Linked DNA regions of Ovis aries: region 1 is linked to region 2. Evidence: chromatin contacts called from public Hi-C data. All regions are on one chromosome and are shown on one strand. Each heading gives the region's core, a stretch centred on a gene start, on an enhancer-like site or on the middle of the called end of the contact. The rest is flanking DNA. Distances are from core to core; before and after follow the strand shown. Region 1 holds the start of MEF2A (myocyte enhancer factor 2A). Region 2 overlaps MEF2A (myocyte enhancer factor 2A).

The links. A called contact is a pair of places that touch in the nucleus more often than the background predicts.
Region 1: a Hi-C map of hypothalamus shows a contact between it and region 2, with 2.8 times the contacts expected there. The contact joins the promoter of MEF2A here to the enhancer-like site in region 2. A contact is called at or near these places in 2 of 16 Hi-C or Micro-C datasets (hypothalamus and liver).

The regions. Positions count from the first base shown.
Region 1 is chr18:6,453,194-6,457,002 of ARS-UI_Ramb_v3.0, forward strand. It overlaps MEF2A (myocyte enhancer factor 2A), which reads right to left and starts at 1,415. Exons shown (of 11, transcript XM_060401555.1): 1 at 1,300-1,415.
Region 2 is chr18:6,278,217-6,282,131 of ARS-UI_Ramb_v3.0, forward strand. It overlaps MEF2A (myocyte enhancer factor 2A), which reads right to left. Exons shown (of 11, transcript XM_060401555.1): 8 at 3,117-3,140. Among named protein-coding and RNA genes, the nearest start is that of LYSMD4, 56 kb to the left of the region's middle. Within about 2 kb of position 2,260, at least 13 of the 54 cell types and tissues checked have an H3K27ac peak or open chromatin away from gene starts, as enhancers often do. A contact at or near this core is called in hypothalamus, where this site is marked.

The DNA of each region.
Region 1 (3,809 bases), core at 165-2,664, 170 kb after region 2:
ACACCTAATTACAGCTTTAGGGAACCTTCTCTCTATTTACAAAAAAAAAAAAAAAATACACATGGAAAACATACTGCACTAAAACTTGACAATTTTCAGACAATATTTTTTTAAAAAATACACGTAACTTAACACACCACAGCAGGCCTTTTTAAAAGCACACTTATTAGAATCACAATCTCACTATAAACTAAAATGCAGGTTAACATTGTGCTATGACTCTTCAATCCGCACATGGATCCCTACCGGATCCTGACAGGATGCTCGCTTCTTATCTCAGGAATCAAGTCATCAGGTCTGAGGACATTTTTACAGTGACACTTAAAGGGGGGGGGGGGGCGGAGAACACAACAACTTGTTTTTTCTAATGCAGAAACGCTCACCATTTCCAAACTTGTTACACTATCTCACCTACTAAGGGATCCTCATGGATCAAAGACAGACGGAATCGAACTGAAGGACAAAGTTTCCATCACAGAAAACCTTCCCTGCGAGCCGGGATCTACTTTGGATGGACGTCCGGGGGGCAGCGAGCGGTTCCCTACGCAGCCCCTTCTCCCCCGCGACGTCTCCCCGCACCGTCGGGAGTCCGCACCCGCAGGTGCCCCCGGCCCAGGCCACCTTCTGGCCGCAAGTACCGAACCGGCCAGTGACACACACACACACCAACACACACAGAGAGTTCCGCTCCGTTAGACCAACCTTCTTCCAAAACAGAAGTGAGGGAACTTCTTCCAACAAGAGCGCAAAACGCCTCCCGCAGCAGGGGTCAGTCGCTTCGGGGAGACCCCTGCCTCGCACGGCAAGGTTAAGCAAGGGGCCCTCGGGCGTTTCCCCACAGAGAGCCTTCGGACCCCCAGGGAACTCCCTCAACTTTCAAGGAGGCGACGTCCGCCACCGCCCCCCAGCCCCAGACGCGACGTGCGCCCCGGGAGGCTCCGAGCGCCCAGCCCGCGCCGCCGCGCCTCCCTCAGCCGGCCCGCGACGCCCCTCAGCCCTCGGGCCCGCCCTCGGGGCACCCCGCCCCCACCCCCACGGGAGGCGCCGACCCCGACGCGACCACTGCTCGCCGCCTCCCCGCACCCCACCCGGCCCGCCGCAGCGCGCCTCCGCCCCGGCCCCCGCCAGCGGGACGCCGCGCCGCGCCGCCGTCCCGGGGGCCCCGCGGGCGCCCCTCCCGAGCGGCGCCGCCCCCCGCCCCGGCGCCCCCCAGCCCTCACCCGGTCCTCTCGCCGAGACGCAGCCCCCTCGGGCCCCACCGACCCCCACCAACCGAGCCCTGTCGCCCGCGGCCCTCACCCGGTCTCCGGCGAATGCGGGCGGGCGCGCACACGCCGCAGCCAGGGCCCGCCACCCGCGCTCCGCGCCGCCCGGAGCCGCCTCCTTCAGCCCCGGACTCGCCGGGACATCCGCGCACGGATCCCCACACCGGGGCTATTTTTAGGAGCCAGGCCCCGGCCAGACCGGAACTCGTTCAGTCGGCGCGCGTGCGCACTGCCCCCACGGCCCGCTGTGTTCCTCCGCCAGGCTCGCCTCTCCCTGCCTTCCCCTTGCTCCCTCTTTAGCGTCTCCCTTCAGGTTCTCTCTCAGGGCTGAGTTATCCTCCTGGTGGGGCCCAGAGCACTTAGAGTGGGAAAGACAAAGGTTACGGGCCAGGAGAGCCACACCGTGTGAGGAAGAGCACTGCCCCACAAAGGCGCGCGGGGCGGACTATGTTTTTTCGGGTGGGTGAGGAGACGAATCACCCGGCACAGGAAGGAGATGACGGCGGTTTGGCGCCGGGGCAGCGCGCCGGAGCCCGCTTCCCTCAGAAGGACCGTGTTCTCCTGGAAGGGATATTGGTCACTTGATGAGGACTCGGGCGCCTCCCAGGGCGGGGCGGCCCGGCGGCGTCGCGCCCCGCAGCCCCCGCCTCCCCCGCGGCGGCCTCCCCGACCAGCCGCCGAGGCCCAGCCGGGAGCAGCTCCGGTGACGAGGCGTGTGGCGGGTCGCCTAGCGCGGCCGCTCGCGCCGGGCAGCCCGGGGTGCCGAGGGGCGGGGCTCCCGGGGGCGGGGCCGGCGTCGGGGCGCGCGCCGGCGTGGCCGCGAGTCCGGTGCCAGGCGGCGTCGCTCCGGAGGGCCCGGATCTCGCCCGCCGGACTTCTGGAGCCGCCACCGGAGCCCCCCCGCGGGGCGCACCCGGCGCCCCCGACCTCCGCTCGCCCCGCCCACGGCCTCGGTGCGGCCGGTGCCGCACCTGTGTTTTTGCCGGGGCTGCCGCCAGCCCACCTGCCCTGAGCGAGCGCGGTGGGACCCAGGCCGCTGGCACGCCGAGGCAGGTCGGGCCCCCGACCCCCCCCCCAGACAGCGGGACTTGAAGCTGCGTGGAAGGTGGGCGACGCCTTTCTGGGTGGTCAGCCAGGCTCCCTGCGTCCCAAGAGAGACTCGACCTACTAGCCTTTACTACTAGTAATAGTTGCTAGTAGGCGCAGCTGGTATACCTTGAGTGCTGAACGGTGTGAATAGTTTGCATTTGATAGCTCGTCATCCTTACAACATCCCTATGAAGTAGATTCAGTTTCTATTCCCATTTTACATAGGAAGAAAAGGAAGCTCGAGTGCTGAAGTGACCTTCTGAGGTTACAGCTGAAGAGGAGGGCACTGGGCACTTGAACTCCTGACCAGCCTGCGTACTGCCTTTTCTTAGAGAGGTGCGAAGGAGATGCGTTTAGGGAGCTGTTGGTTTTTGTCGAGGGTGGTCATTAGGAGGTGAGCCGTTGTGGTCTTTGCATCGTGAAGGCTGTTCGCCTGGCGTTTCTACAGCCACACTGCCTATCTCTGCACCTATGCAGTGGACACAGAGCCAAATAATTATATTCGTTTGAAGATGAAAAATTCATTCCCAAGGCACTTGAAAACAAAGTGGTTGGGGTGAGTGAGCAGATTCGCAGAGGCTATGGGTAGAGGAACTGGGAAGTTTCAAAGGAAGCTGGAGACTAGCAGGCTTCCTCCCTCAAGAACAAGGCAACCTGCTGGGGAGAGCCCAACACAAAAGTGGCACACAAACACCAGCCACAGGCAGATTAACCTGGAGTTCTGCTCAGAGTTCCACAATGTGTTCAGAGGAATCAGTAGCAGGAAGGTTTAAAGAAAAAAAAAAAGTGTTAGAATTTGGTGTGACCCTGCAAACCATGTGGAAATGCACACTTTTTAACCTGCCAGAAGCTGCAGACCCAGCTGGATTTGGCTTCTCTGCTGCAAGAAAACAGTGTTGAAAAGTTTTCCTTCAGAAAATGGTGCGGTGGAGGGCCCACAAGCAATGGCTTCCCCATTCACCTACTCTTCATCCTGGAAAGAGAAGAGGGACAATGAGAACACATTTTTCTGAAAGAGTTTTTCATACTCTCATTGTTCCTTCCCATCTACCACCCTTGGCAGAAGCTGACCTTCTTGGAGGTACAGAAGACTCAGTTCAGGCTGCCTACCTCCTACCCATTTAGTGCTATTGGTCATTCCAGAAAGTCAGGTAGAGAACTTGGCTTTGAGTCTAGCCAAAGCAGAAATGAAAAGTGTTTGTGCTGCATAAGAGCACCTCTTTCCCTAACTGCCCCCCGCACCTTGCAAATCAAAGCCCAGGTCTAAAAATTGAAGGAAGGAGGGGGGAAGTTTAAGAATTCTAGAGCACAGCTATTGTAAAATCCATTAGCAAACCATAATCACTTATTTGTAACTAAAGTAACCAATCTTAGGAAATTATCACAGCCTTTATGGTCTCAGAAGCATGTGTCTAAAGTCCAGTGTCTCCAACAATTTGCTGCACTCAGCTGGGC
Region 2 (3,915 bases), core at 1,010-3,509:
GTGTATGTATTTAGATATAAATTTTTATTAAGATTTTTTTAAAGAACAGTTTTAGGTTCACAGAAAAATTGATGAAAAGGTACAGAGATTTACCATATACTCCCTGACCCTATCTATACATGCAGAGCCTCTCCCATCATCCGCCATTGACCTGTTTTTTAATGGCAGACTCAGCCATGTATCCCTTCTCCGGACGCTTATGAATGGAGAAGCTTTGAGTAGAGAGTTTTAAAATAAAATATAATACTTCTGATAGGGCTGCGGATGACCAGCGGTAAATGCTTGCTGACCGACTGCATCTACACAGCATCCCATCTACAGTGGGAGTGAAACAAAATGAACTACAGAATAATCAAGTCAGTTTAAGACAGTCACCATTCTGTAAGGGTATGGGTATCAAAGAGCAGTTTCTCACAATGCTGCCTCAAGCAAACACGTTCTAAAACTGAGAATCAGCGAAACAGAGACTCCAAGTTCCATGTGGTTAGAACACAAGAAGGCTAAAGCCTAACTCCAGGCTTATTTTTTTCTAAATGAAGAAGTTACAGCCTGGTAACTGACATTTAGGGGACCTAAGCCATACCAAAGTATAACTCAGTGCCCCTGAGATTACAGAAAGTAGGATGTCATTCAGTTTTCTCTATTACCATTTCAAATGGAAATCAGATAGAAGACCTTTGGTTAGATCTAGATATTTCATATCTCATTTTATTTCTTTTTAGTTTGTATTTTCTATCCAATCTTAAGTTAGAGGATACTAGAAAGACCACTCAGGCTATACTGGCCTGATTCTTGCCCCAGATTCACTAATTCCTGAGCACTGGAAAAATCCTTGACCCTCTCCAAAGCAGAGAAGACGGTGATCGCTGCACTGCTGCTCGGTAGTGCTACTGTGAGAATCTAGTAGGGCAACAGTAAGAAGTGCTTTGATAAATTAAGTACTTCAGAAATGTAAGATATATCCTTAAATTGTTCTAAGATACTCTGGCCCAAGATTTCTACATAACTGGCTTTTTCTTTTTAAGGTAAATATAGTTATTCCTTCTGATCCATAGCTATTCCCTTGGAGCTGTCAGAAAGGAGAGTTGTTCTAGAATTGCAAGACTTTTAAAGGCATCTTTATAGCCTGGCTCTAAACGGGCCTTTAGTGCAGGTTCCCGGGCACTCACTCTGGGTCAGAGCCACTCATGATTCTATTCTAGAGCTCAAGCCAATCTGAACAACTTTCTAGATTCTAACAGATTGTGTCTCTGATTGTGATTTGGTTCTACACACAGAGCTCTGCATTTTAATTAAGTTTTAGAATTTGAATTAGCTTAAGTTTTAGAGAATATCAATGACTATTTACAGTTTTTGGTTAAATAGTTCTTAATCAAAAGTATTTTTATGTGCTAGATTTTACAATCTTCAAATACTTAGAAATTTACCTTTGAGATTTTGTAATTGACGGTATACTTTAAGGAATGTAAAAGTCAACATATAACAACTAAATATACATTTCTGTCTCAGCATCAAGTTAAAAATTTTAGTGAATTTTTGACACAGAGATCTACTTTGAGAGAACAGAGATCTGTTCTCACAAATTTTGTCACTGAAACTTCAAGAGTCAAATACTAGGTGAAAAACACAGTATGACATGGTCTAGCCTGGCTCTATCCATGCCCTACCCTCACCTCCACGGAATCTCCTAATGTGACCTCAAGATGGGGTGGCGGTGGTGGTGTGTGTGTCTGTAAAACGGTGACACTCCAATATATTGGTTCTACCCATCAAGGCTCATAATCTCAATGGCATTGATTTCAACAGCCACTAGAGGGCAACATACTGCTAGATAATTCATAAATTCACAAGGAAGCATTTATGATTAAATTCTTAAGGGTATAAATAGTGAGATTTAATCTAAGACAAATTATTTAAACTATCATTTGCTAATCATTATTGTATCAGTAAGTAAAGTATTTCCCCAAAAGATACTTAAAATCTGCACATGATATAATCCAACACCACAAGAATTCCATGGCCAAGAGATTTCCATGGACTGTATAGTCCTTGGGGTCGCAAAGAGTCAGACACGACTGAGCGACTTTCACTTTCATCACTTTCAGTGTATTTCAGTTACCCAATGTGAAACCACATCCAAAACTGTGAGAGTGATCACAAAGTTAAAGAATAATCTCTAATTTTAAGGACAGAGCACAGACAACCTTATTCGAAAAGAAACAAACTGTGCAAAACACACCAGCATGCATATATATGTAATAATAAAATGTAAAACGAACAGATGCCTTTCCCCCATGCTTTCATGCAATCTAAACCCCTGTCCATGCTAAAAACTACACATTTTCAAGTCTTTAGTTCCCTTAAAGTCACCTAATTAGCAGCTGACTTTGACATCAGAAGATCAGTTCTGTGAGGTTTGAGTTTTAGTTCCCAAAGAAAGAGCCACTGAAAGTTATTTTTAGTCAAATTTATTTTCTAGAAGAAAAGCCAATAGAAATCATTTGTTTTTGAAAAAAAGTAACAGCTACTATTAAGGACAGAATATCTTCTGATAGAAAAAAAGGAAGTTTATGTATGTTCAATTAAAGACATTCGTTTTAATAAACAGGGAACCCCCTTGTGGTTCAGATTGTCTCATGCAGGATGAAATAATTCTAACTCTGTGAAAAAGGTGACCTCACCAAAAATGATGTAATCTTTTTGAAAGAAAGAGAAACAACACAAGACAGTGTGTTACAATCTGAGGAACTGTGAGGGTGAAGTCATTTTCTAAAAATATATTAATAACTTGGGGAACTATATAAGGTATTTTATATCTTTCCCTAAAAAATTCTTTAACATGTCTTGTGATCATGGACAGCTATTGTTTATAAAGGCTCTATTCCAAAGTTTCCAGAACAAATAAAACAGGTCAAGATACATAATTATGAGTAGAAAAACCACATTCTGCAGTACCAGTGCTTGGTTCAGTTATTCAAAATGTTTGGACAGTATTTAACAGCAAGAAAAAAAAAAATCTGTGTAATAAAGGGAACATTACTCAGATAAAAACACTGAAAAGAATTAGTACTTTCCATATTTTTTTCAATTCCATTCAAGTAGAAACCCACACTCACCAACTCCAATTCCTCTTCCTCCGACTGCACTCAGCACATAAGAGGAATAAGAGAGTTACTAAGACTGTTGGTAGTTGAATATAAAATACTTCTTTAGAAAGCATGTTATCTGAACACTATGAGTTGTTTGGAAATCTAAAGAGATGATTACATAGGCAGTGAGTACAAATATACATTATTTACTGTCTCTGTACCTGTAGCTGACTTCAAAAGACAGGAAAGATTCTTTTAAATTCTCTAGGGCCAGTATTTAAAGACCCTCCTACCCCAGTTTGTTCTGTTCTTATGCCATGCTGTGATAACATATAAAAGGATTTCCTAATTGTAAAACTAGTTTCTGTTTGGACTCTGGAGAACGCCAACGCTGTTTTTTGTTTTTGTTTGTGCAGACACTAAATTGTGTCTAACTCTTTGTGACCCCAGGAACTGCAGCACGTCAGGCTTCCCTGTCCTTCACCATCTCCTGGAATTTGCCCAATACTTACATCTAAATCTTCCCATCCCTACCCTACCTGGTTACACATGTACATTTATCTTAATTAAATTCTGTGGTGGGCAGAAATTATGTTTTCTTTTTTCCCACAGTAACTAACACAGTATTATGAAACAATAAGAACTCAAATATTTGTTAATAAGTATAGTAGTTTTACAAATTTATATATTTATCATTTGCAAATATAATTTTCAAATGAGCATAATAATTTCAATGGAGAAAAGCCACATAAAGAAAATGAGAGGAGAAATGAACTGATAAATCGCCTAAATAAAGAAAATGAGAGGAGAAATGAATTGATATATC